Regions from separate parts of the Sus scrofa genome. Here regions 2 and 3 are each linked to region 1. The links are chromatin contacts, called in public HiChIP or PLAC-seq maps. All regions are on one chromosome and are shown on one strand. The core of a region is the stretch at or near the end of the contact, and the rest is flanking DNA. Distances in the headings are between cores, read along the strand shown.

Region 1 (3,644 bases), core at 628-3,127:
CCAGGCTGGTGGAGTGCTCCTGGAGGCCTCTGGCTTTATTACCCTACGAAAGAAAAGCAGTCGAGTTATGACCCCTGAGGCGTTTGCAAAGGCATCCGCTAGAAGCAGTCTGGTCTATTTCAATAAGCTCAGGAAAAATGCATCTACTGAGAAACGCTGCTGCACACATATGAGACAATCAACGTTCCCGACTTTTTTCTATTTTTTAAACCAACCTAAATGCTCCAAAGCACCTGGTGGGCTCATCATTTGGCAGGGATGGTGGGCAAGGGAAGAGACAACGCGTCTCCAAAGCAAAGTAAGTGCCGGAGGGCATGCGCTCCACAACCCTCGCCTCCAGCCCGCCACACGCCAACCCCAAGCTCTCCGTCTGGGAGACAGAGGCAGCCCCACCCCAGCGCCAGTTCTGTAAATGAACTGTCTTTAATTATCTGTAAGGATGCTGTAAGACTCTCAGAAACATCTTCACACAAAATAAAATTTAACTTTCACCAAAAAAATAAAGCTTGTTTCAAATGAAGTAGTTCATGAAATAAAAAAGAAATAAAAGAAGATATTGTAAACTCTTGAAAGGTGTGGAACTTTGAGAGAAAATCAAACATCTACTTCTTAGAAGTGCCATCGTCAGGGGTGTTTACACTCATGGGAGGGGGGAGTAGGTAAGTAGGGGGTGATAGGAATTTCTTTAAGAACTTCCAGATTGGTACAGATGCACATTTTATTTTTCCTGTAGAGCTGCAGGCCACAAACTTCTTCTGTAAAGGGCCAGATAATAAACCTCTTACGCTCTGTGGGCCAACTACTTGACTCTGTAGAAAAGCAGCCTTAGACAAAAGGCGAATGAACTGATGTGACTGTGTTCTAACAAAACTTTATTTACAAAAACAAAAAGTGACTGGTATCTGGCCCAAGAGCCACAGTTTGCAGATCCTGCTACAGGCAATTTGAGACACCAGCAACAGAAGCTGAGAACAACAATTTTTAAGCTGTACCTAGTGACACCAGGGAGAATGGAACCCACACTTTGATGTATCTGATCCATGCTCTTTATAGGGGCTGCCCCACAAACAACATTCTTTTGGGAAACTCCATGGGATATAATACAACACAAAAGAGTGATTATTTTTTTGGCCATGCCCTTGGCATGCAGAGGTTCCCAGGCCAGGGATCAAACCTGTGCCAGAGCAGCAACCCGAGCTACAGCAGTAATAACGCCAGCTCCTTTAGTCTCGAAGCCACCAGGGAACTCCAATAATGATTTTTAAAAACCCAGACCAAGGTAAAAACTGAACTTTAAAGGGAACAATTTTCTAAGACTAAGAAGACATTAAAAAGGTTTTACCCTCCTATACTTTACAATGAACCCTGTTGGAGTAAAAGCAAAGAACTGAATCTCATGTTCTCTCAAAACGTGAGTCAACTTAAATTAGGACGAATCATACCACTTACCCGGGACAAAATACTTTCTAAAGACTCCGTTAAAGATCTCTTTGCTTTGTTTTTCAGCATATCTAGTCTAAACCGAGTGGCACTGGGTGGTAACTCGCTTCCAATATTCTCCGCTGCAATCTGTGATGCCTAAAAAGTGGAACAATGGAAAGTTAAGTCACATAGGCCTCCTTCCTTTTTAAAGGACTGAAAAACCTCTAGGATGCATCTTCTTGACCCCAGGTCATATTCTTTCTGTGACTTCTTCTCAGCTGCTCCTTGGCAACAGGACTGCAAGTCTAAGAAATACATTTGCCTCAAAGACCGACTCTGTCTCCTCCAAAAGAAATGAAGAAATGTGCTTAGAAACCAATCCGTTAACAAAGCAGTTTAGAGCTCGGGCTCTGTGGCTGGATCAGAGACAGTCACTCACTAGCCGCGGCCTTGTGCAAGCTGCTTTCTCTGAGCCACAACTTCCTCTCCTGTGAACTGAGACCGACCTCAAGATGTAAGAACAGTGCTGTGGGGTGAGCATAGCAGGTAAAGCATCTAAAAGCATCAGGCACAGCTTGTGGTACAAAGGCAACTACCATTAGCTTTTCAAAGGAAAGGAACAACACACTCTGGGTTCCCAGTTCAGAACCCACCATCCAGGGGTGTCACAACCCATCCACCGGCAGCCTTTTCACAATAACCAGCACCTGGAAATAGCATAGGTGTCCGTCACAAGGGGAATGGAGAAATCAACCATACTTGTGACACAATGGAATGAAAAGGAACATATTAATGATTTATGCAACAACAAGGATGAATATCAAAAACATTCTGCTAAGTGAAAGAAGCCTGAACCAAAAGAGAAGATACTGTATGATTCTACTTATAAAAAGTTCCCAAACAGGCAAAACGAATCTATGGTGGGAAAAAAAAAAAAAAACAGTGGTTGCCTGGGGGAGGGAGGGAGTGAGGACTGCTGTGGGGGTACCTGCGGGCATGATGGAGATGTCCTGTATCTTGACAGGGATGTGGGCTACCTGAATGTACAAAATCCTCCAAACTCAACAAATGGTACGCTCGAGATCTGTGCAGCTTACTATGTGTAAATCTTATCTCCAAAAAATTGTAAACAAATACTAAATTCTAGGTATTGATACACATACTAAAGGGTTCAGGGATCAAGAAGACTAGTACATGGAGTTCTCGTCGTGGCTCAGTGGTTAACAAATCCGACTAGGAACCATGAGGTTGCAGGTTTGATCCCTGGCCTTGCTCAGTGGGTTAAGGATCCGGCGTTGCCGAGAGCTGTGGTGTAGGTTGCAGACGCGGCTCGGATCCTGCATCGCTGTGGCTCTGGCGAAGGCCAGCAGCTACAGCTCCGATCAGACCCCTAGCCTGGGAACCTCCATAGGCCGTGGGTGCAGCCCTAGAAAATGCAAAAAAAAAAAAGAAGAATGCTAGTACAGAAACTTACCTTGAAAGGCATCAAAATAAGGATACACACACAGGAAAGCAAACATAACAAAATGTTAAAAATGGTTTCCTCCACTTGGGCATCTATCCGGACAAAACTCTACTTAAAAGAGACACATGCACCCGCGTGTTCACTGCAGCACTATTCACAATAGCCAGGACATGGAAACAACCCAAATGTCCATCGACAGATGATTGGATTCAGAAGATGTGGTATATATACACAATGGAATACTACTCAGCCATAAAAAGGGTGACATAATGCCATTTGCAGCAACATGGATGGAACTAGAGAATCTCATCCTGAGTGAAATGAGCCAGAAAGACAAAGGCAAATACCATATGATATCACTTATAACTGGAATCTAATATCCAGCACAAATGAACATCTCCTCAGAAAAGAAAATCATGGACTTGGAGAAAAGATTTGTGGCTGCCTGATGGGAGTGGGAGGGATCGGGAGCTTGGGCTTATCAGACACAACTTAGAATAGATTTACAAGGAGATCCTGCTGAGTAGCATTGAGAACTTTGTCTAGATACTCATGTTGCAACAGAACAAAGGGTGGGGGAAAAAATGTAATTGTAATGTATACATGTAAGGATAACCTAACCCCCTTGATGTACAGTGGGAAAATAAAAAAATTTATTAAAAAATAAATAAATAAATAAAAAATAAATATTAACAAAACATTAAAAAAAAAATGGTTTCCTCCAGATGGTGGGCGTAGGAGTACTGTGCGCTTGTTT
Region 2 (4,000 bases), core at 118-2,617, 260 kb after region 1:
CAGGGTAAAGGTTAAGCAGTTACAGCAAATAAATTAAAAAAAAATGTAGTGGTTTCAGAAAGAAGGAAGTTTCTGCTCTTTGCAGTCACAGTGTTGGCAGTTGGGGCCAGGGGGACAGCTCGGCTACACATGGTTGCTGGGCCATCTGTTACTCCTCTATCCTGCAGACTCTGCCCCCATGGCATGTGTGGCTTGTACCAGTGTTTAGAGGAGGCCTCACTCCCCCTTTCCACACGAGGGAAACTGTTTTGACAGAGTATTTACACCCTAGTTTGACAAACTGCGAACATGTTGAACTTAAGAGATGTCATAAAAACGTTTTCATGAAATTTGTTAGTGCATATGTTGTTTTTCAGTTATGTTTAAAAAACAACGGGAAACGTGTTTGTACATGAAAAGCCAGCCGTATAAACAAGTTGTTTGCGTTGGAGAGAAAGCAGTGGAAGTGATGGCAGTACCTGCGCCAATGCTCCTGTAACTCTGGCTGATCCAGTGCTGCTCTCTGGAGAACTGGGTTTTGCAGAATGTGGTGCACAGTTTGGAGGAGAGTCCAACCCCCTCTACAGACATGAGAAAGATGTCTTGGTAGCAGAGGTCACTGACATATGGCCTGGGGGTCAGCAGGAAGGAGGCAGAGAAAGATTGGCCAGATTAATATGGTTGTGCATGCCCATCCCCCACCCCTCCCCCCACCCCTCTCCCTGTTTGCCTATTGAAGGAAATAAATGTAAATGTTGCATTAATCACAGGGGTGTGTGTGTGTGTGTGTGTGTGTGTGTGTGTGTGTGTGTGTGATCAGCAGCTTTTTTTTTTTTTTTTTTTTGTCTTTTTGCCATTTCTTTGGGCTGCTACCGCGGCATATGGAGGTTCCCAGGCTAGGGGTCGAATCGGAGCTGTAGCCACTGGCCTATGCCAGAGCCACAGCAACGCGGGATCCAAGCCGTGTCTGCAACCTACACCACAGCTCACGGCAACGCCGGATTGTTAACCCACTGAGCAAGGGCAGGGACCGAACCCTCAACCTTATGGTGCCTAGTTGGATTCGTTAACCACTGCGCCACGACGGGAACTCCCAGCAGCTTTTTTATATTGGCTACTGCTTTGACAACCTCAACTTCTGAGTCTTATCTTAGGGAGGGGCACGCTTTTCTCAATTAACACGCAGAGTGAAAGAGCCCTCTTCTGTATAGTCAAAGCTGAGTCTAAAAGAAGATTCAGCTTCTAGGAAGGGAGAAAGAAATAATCCAAGACTGCGATTTCCTCTAAACAAAAGAGGTAGCTGTGGCCCACTCCCCCTGCACTGATGACAATGTGGTCACGGGACCATACCAAGCTGCAAGGGGTGCTGGGAAATGCAGCCTCCAGCTGGCACTCCTGCTACAGAACTGAAACTTTGTTACACGGCAGGAAGTAAGAAAGGATTCTGGTGGAGCAATCCCTCATTGTGGCATGGATTTAGGGCTCCACCAAAATACTTTCTCATTTTCTCCCACCTTTTGCCAGCAATGTCGTTACGTTTTAACATTTCCATTAAGCACAGTGAGACAGCTCACACAGAGCAGAATCTCCATGCCTCTCCTCCTGGCTCCCAGAGGCCATTGCTCTATCACTATGGAGCAAGTCCAGTCCTGCCTTTACCCTCCTTCTTCCTTGATGCACTACTCATTGTTGCCAGGAAATCAAACATTGTTGCTATGGGTTTCCAACTTGCTAGTTGGCCCCAAGTGCTGCACATGCTGAAAATGAGCACACATCATTGACTGATGAGACATTAGGAAACCATCAGTTCTAGCACACGTGTCACTCAGATCTCAATGGTAGGTAATAATGATAAGTACCATACACCAGTGCCCACTATAATCAAGACTTTGCGTCTGGTGCTCTACATACATTTTCTTTAATCTCTTAAACTGTGTTTCTAGGCAGTTTCTGGGATTATTTCCCGAAATCCTTGTTCCTCACTCTGGAAGGAACAGGAACTATACTAGTCATCTTAGATTAATCATTATTTACCCCTGGAGCTAAAGAGAGACGCACATAACGTATGAGTGTTCAGCATTACAGAACATCAGGGCTCAGATAGCTAGGTAAAATTTTTTGGGGACCCAACTTCGACGTGTGTGGCAAGGTTCTTTTTTCTCTACACCATCAAGCAATTCTCAGACACCAGCTGGGGGTCCTAAAATTCAACTCACTTCTGAACTATTGACCCAGAGATGGTGTCTACAGGTTAAGGGTTCAGTCCTACATGACCACCCCTTCCACCTCTACCTCAGATGCCAGTTGCAAGCTCAGGTTGTCACCTGTGCTTTTGACCTAGTAGTTACAGATTGGAGGTTCTAAGGACCCCTTCCTTGGGTTCGATTAATTTGCGTAGTAGTTAGGCTGTCTTTGGGTCTGGGTCAAGTCCTCTGCCAACCCGTGCACAGACTTTGCTCAATTTGTGATAAGCTTCCCCCTCTGGTTAGCTGCAGCCTCATGGATACACTTGGCTGCTAGAAGGCAGGTCTGTGTGATGTAGCCAGGGTCAGGGCCTTGGTTTATGAGCAGAACTCTAGCTGAATCTCACCCTGCAACCCCCCGCTCCTGGATGGACCAGGTACCTTTGTGTGGTGCTCGAGCTGTGCAGCCACACACAGCAAGCAGCTCTGCCGGGGGCCATACATTCGTCTCTGGTTCCCAGTTACCTAGTACAGGGCCTGGGCATGACCTTGAGAGTCACTTAACTTTTGTCAGACTTATTTCCTCATCTGTAATATAGTGGTTTTTAATAAGATATTGTCATAGGACTTTTCTGATAATCGAATGGACAGAACATGCAAAGCAAGGGCTCTGTGGTCAGGTTGACTTGAGTCCAAATCCTAACTTCGTTTTAATAAGGGGTGTGGCTTTGGGAAGGTTACTAAATCTTCTGAACCTCTTTCTCATCTGGGGATAACAACAGTGCTTACCTCATGGGGTTAATAAGAAGATTCAATGAGAAAATATATCTGTAATACAAAACCTTGCATTCAATCAATTTTAGTTATTATTACTACTAATAATTTTTATGTATAGCCCCAATGTAGTTCCTGAATATACTAAATGATAAAAAAACCCAAAACTATCAGCTGATAAATAAATGGAGGTGGAACTAGCTGAAGCTGGTTGGTCACGTCTGAGGGAGCAGATTTAGTTTTATCCCCAAGGACTACCTTTGGTAACTATCCCACCCTACTCCCTGGGGGCCTGGAGTAACCAGGGGTGACTTGGGTACCTATACTAGCCAATCTTTGTGTTCCACCTAAGCACAGCGGTTCTCACAAAGGTGGGCAAGGATCAAGTACAGCCACTTGGGGGGTTACCTTTCAATGATGAATGTACCTGCTGCTGGAGGAGAAAGGGTCTCTCTCTGGAATTGTAAGCAAGAGGGCCTGAGCTGTGGGTCGGCATCTAGCTACCAGTGAGCAGTTTGCCCACCTCATGGAGAGAGGCTGCTACAGCTCATCCACAAAAAAGCAGAGCTGAGTGGTGGAGCCGAGTAACAGAGCTGTAACGGCTTTGCTTTAATCCTGGATCTAGCCATACCTGATGCTACCATGACACTTTTTTCCCAACTAGATAATCCTATTCTTTCTTTTCCTTTTTTTTTTTTTTAAACTGAAGTTATTTCAGTTGGATTTCTCTCATTTGCAACTGAAAGGGCCGTATTAAAGGTCCTATTGATAAACATAACCAGAAAGTATTATGACTGAATATTTGAAATGTAGTAGTAACAATACTTGTAATAGGCAATATTCATTGAGATTTACTAGATGCTCAGCACTATTCTTAGTGCTTCGTTCATTGGTTCACATGTATCAACTCATTTAGGCCTTAGGACTGTTTGAGGTTGGCATTGGTATTCCCATTTCGCAGATGGGAAAACTGAGGTACAGAAAGTTTTCTTGGCCAGTGATTTCAGAGTCAGGATTAAACTTACACATTCAAAGGAATGCTGAATCATTCAAAACACTTAATT
Region 3 (3,793 bases), core at 489-2,988, 380 kb after region 1:
GATGAGTTACTGCATCTGGAGCGCTTGGCACGGCAGTGCCTGGTACGTGGAAGGCACTCTGCAAATGTCAGCCACTCTCGTGATGAATCAGATGGTCTTTTTCTTCCTTAACCCCCTGTTCTTTGAGGTCTTGGTGTGAACGGTCCATCATCTGTTTAGGCTTCTAGTTTCTTAAAACATGGCTCTAATTTTTAAAGGGACCAGATGCTTTTTAACAAGGCACGCATATGTCCTAATCAAAGCTGTATTGTGGCTTCTGTGCAACCTTAACATAATAATGGAGTTAGAGCTTTGTCTTTATCATTAGAATGGCATTGTAAGCCATAAACTCTAGAGAGGAAGAGGATCTCTTCCTTCCAGACAATTTTTTTCCGAGGTTCTTCATTTCTCTCCATCAGTCTTGTTTTATGATGAAATGGTCACACTTGGGATTTCTTTTCTTCTTCTTCTTCTTTTATGTAATTAGAGTGCTTTTGAAAAATTGAAGGAGAGTTGATTTACAGAGTTGTATTTCTGGGGCACAGCAAAGAGATTCCATTCTTTTTAAAAATATTCTTTTCTATTATGATTTATCATAGGCTATTGAATCTAGTTTCTTGCACTAAACAGTAGAACCTTGTTGTTTATTCATCCTATAAGTAATAGCTTACATCTGCTAAACCCCAGCCTCCCACCCTATCCCTCCCCCAAGCCTCCGCACTTCCCCTGGGCAACCTCAAGTCTGTGTTCTCTATGTCTGTGAGTCTGTTTCATAAATAGGTTCATTTGTGTCATATTTTAGATTCCACATAAAACACTTGGGATTTCTGAGTTGTCTTTTCAATGTAAGGAAGTTTGGCTTCACTTCCCCCAGCCTGAGCACTCACTAGTGTAAGACAATAATCACCAAATTCTCCCCCTACCCTCACCCCCTAAAAAGATAGGTCAGCGTTATTAAATGTGGGGGGGCCCTATGGCAATGAGAACTGGAGAATAATTCGTTTTCTCCCCCTCTGGTCCATTGCTGCTAGATTTCTCTAGCATCTATGCCAGCTCCCTCCTGTTTTCTGACTGCTGTTTGCCCATACAGAAGGCACCATTTAGCATTAAAAGCTGTGGTAAAGAAATACTATTTTACAGCATGTGTTTGGTTGTGACTATGGTCATACTCACAGCAATAGAATGGAAGGAGAAGAAATTTAACAATGTCGAATGTACCATGACACAGTTCCGGAAACAAGGCTACCACTGGAAATTTACAGGCGTACAGAATGTGGTATCTTCTTTCCTCTTGGTTGTCACCCCAGTAAGATAGGTATTTACCTGGAAATAGATAGTTGCTGTGCTGGTCAAGTGCTCCCTGTTGTTAAGGGTGTGTTTGTGAAGAGCAAGAGCCCAGAGCTGTGAATCAGAGCTGGGGAGCTTTCGACAGAGCCCGAGAAAGGTTAACTTTCCTTTTTCTGCCTCGTGTCTGGTGTGAGCGATCCAGACTTGAAGCAGCTGTTTGTATCTGTCCCTTCCGCTTTCAAAGACACTGTGCACAGTGCAGTTTTAATTAGCCAAGGAAGGCCGTACAAAGAAAGCCAGTGTGATTGGATGATGGTCATGAAAACAATAGCTAACTTGGAGAAGGGTCTGGTATTAAGCACTGCACATACATCATCTTATGCAAAACCCCCAACGACCTTAGGAGGGAACTCTGTAGGGAGGCCGAGGCTTCACAGCTAGTCAGAGGGTGTGGATGTGGGGACAGGCCAATATCTCCGGATCCCTCCTTCGTAACCCAGCCCTCTGTCCTTCCTGCCCACTCCTGACCAGTGGTCAAACTTGTGCAAAGAACACTGGGAATTTCTACTGCGTTGGAATGAAGAGTCTGACTGTGATGAAAGACCCCAGTCTGGGCCTGACATCCTTTGCTCTTGACCTTCTTGTTTTCCTTGATACAAAAAAAGTCCAGGTCTAAGAGAGCAGGTGATAAAAAGAGAGAGAGAGAGAGAAAGACATAAAAATAGTTGAATACCTATTTTCTAGATAATGGCCTAGTTTGAAGTATTACTGGGAAAAGTCTCTCATCTTTTTAAACTTTTTTTTTTCTTTTAGGACAATTTGTCTATTTTTCCAGCTCTGGCCTTTCTACTTTTTTCCCTGATAGTGTCTTCCACATTAATCAACCCAGTATTCAAATGAACTTATTCCCACATTTGAGTTTGTTTGGTTTTTATGGTCCAAATTCATGGTTTAGCCGTGTAAGGTTGTGGCAATGCAGTACAGGGACTTAGTTATTCATTTATAATTAAGAACTTGGTTCATGCTGTTTTTTATTTTATTTTATGCGTTTTTTTTTTTTTTTTTTTTTTTTTAGGGCTGCAGGTGCAGCATATGGAAGTTCTCAGGCTAGCAGTCCAATCGGAGCTGTTGCTGCCGGCCTACACCACACCCACAGCAACACCAGATCTGAGCCACGTCTGTGACCTACACCACAGCTCAATCCCGGATCCTTAACCCACTGAGCAAGGCCAGGGATCAAACCCACATCCTCATGGATCCTTGTCCGGTTTGTTGCCACTGAGCTCTGCAGTGGAGCCATGACTGGTTCATGCTATTTTAGAGGGCAGCTCCTTTTCAGCTAAAGGGGAAAGCATCCTTTACCCACACATTTAGTTTGGGAAATCTCTCTCCCTCCTTCACACACACACACACACACACACACCCATTGTGAGTATTATAACTGTCAGCAGCAGTAAAGGATAACATGGATAATGTTAGACTACATATCCTGAAGGATGAGATATTTGTAAAGGATGTACTTGTCTGTAAAATAAGTACTTATTTGAATAATAAGTACAAAGTAATACTCCAATAAAGACATCCTATTGATTTTTTGCTATTTCTTCATATTTCTGCAAGTTGGTTTCATCTCTCTTTAGTGTTCATAGGCAAACACAGTCTGGGGAAACAAGAGAAGGTTTTCTTCCTTAACGGGGGTAGGTCGGCCTGCGTGGTGTGTATGCTGCAGTCTACACAGGCTGATGTAGCATTTCGCTCCTGTTCCGGGTCTTCAGAAGAGGAAAGTTAAAGGACACGTAACTGACTGTCATCTAGATGAGACCATTGTGAACCACACCACAAACCTTTGAAAAGTAGAAAACTATTTGCCGGGTTTACGAGGGGCTTCCTTTGTGATGTAAATATGGACATGGACACAGACCTGTGAGTGGTTAGAAGAGCTTAAAAATACACTGCAGAGGAGTTCCCGCTGTGGCGCAGGCAGTTTGTTGGTTAATGAATCCGACTAGGAACCATGAGGTGGCGGGTTCAATCCCTGGCCTTGCTCAGTGGGTTAAGGATCCGGCATTGCCGTGAGCTGTGCTGTAGGTCACAGACATGGCTCGGATCCCGCATTGCTGTGGCTCTGGTGTAGGCCGGCAGCAACAGCTCCGATTGGACCCCTAGCCTGGGAACCTCCATATGCCACAGGTACGTCCCTAGAAAAGGCAAAAAAAAAAAAAAAAAAAAAATTCACTGCAGAGCCTTCCAAGGTACAGTGAAGACCTAAGATTGCAGAGGCATCCTTCTTGCCCCGAGAAGTCCCAATCTCGCTGCCCCGTTCGCTCAGTGGAGATGCAGAGTTAGTGCAGTTTGGTGTGGCTTGGGAAAGACACCTTACCTGGCACCTACAAGGTGCCCTGTACTAAACACATTCATCCCATTGCTCCTTGCTTGACAGGATGTAGCTGAAGAGTTCAAGATCAGGTTCCCAAGCAGAAGTGGTACAGGTCTCTCAGGGAGGATCCCCTCCTGTCACCCCAGGAAC

The links. HiChIP or PLAC-seq counts read pairs in DNA pulled down with a chosen protein or histone mark.
Region 2: an H3K27ac HiChIP or PLAC-seq map of alveolar macrophages shows a contact between it and region 1. The contact joins two enhancer-like sites. A contact is called at or near these places in 1 of 47 Hi-C or Micro-C datasets (embryonic fibroblasts) and 1 of 2 datasets of contacts at active chromatin or transcription factors (alveolar macrophages).
Region 3: a contact with region 1 is called in an H3K27ac HiChIP or PLAC-seq map of alveolar macrophages. The contact joins two enhancer-like sites. A contact is called at or near these places in 1 of 5 promoter capture datasets (liver), 20 of 47 Hi-C or Micro-C datasets (alveolar macrophages, embryonic fibroblasts, fetal heart ventricle and 11 more) and 2 of 2 datasets of contacts at active chromatin or transcription factors (alveolar macrophages and skeletal muscle).

The regions. Positions count from the first base shown.
Region 1 is chr8:29,504,219-29,507,862 of Sscrofa11.1, reverse strand. It overlaps TBC1D1 (TBC1 domain family member 1), which reads right to left. Exons shown (of 22, transcript XM_021101100.1): 9 at 1,450-1,578; 10 at 1-43. Among named protein-coding and RNA genes, the nearest start is that of MIR9840, 43 kb to the left of the region's middle. Within about 2 kb of position 1,877, at least 2 of the 83 cell types and tissues checked have an H3K27ac peak or open chromatin away from gene starts, as enhancers often do. A contact at or near this core is called in alveolar macrophages, where this site is marked.
Region 2 is chr8:29,241,993-29,245,992 of Sscrofa11.1, reverse strand. No RefSeq gene overlaps it. Among named protein-coding and RNA genes, the nearest start is that of RELL1, 53 kb to the right of the region's middle. Within about 2 kb of position 1,367, at least 10 of the 83 cell types and tissues checked have an H3K27ac peak or open chromatin away from gene starts, as enhancers often do. A contact at or near this core is called in alveolar macrophages, where this site is marked.
Region 3 is chr8:29,121,551-29,125,343 of Sscrofa11.1, reverse strand. The region is part of intron 6 of RELL1 (RELT-like protein 1); the gene reads left to right. Among named protein-coding and RNA genes, the nearest start is that of RELL1, 67 kb to the left of the region's middle. Within about 2 kb of position 1,738, at least 10 of the 83 cell types and tissues checked have an H3K27ac peak or open chromatin away from gene starts, as enhancers often do. A contact at or near this core is called in alveolar macrophages, where this site is marked.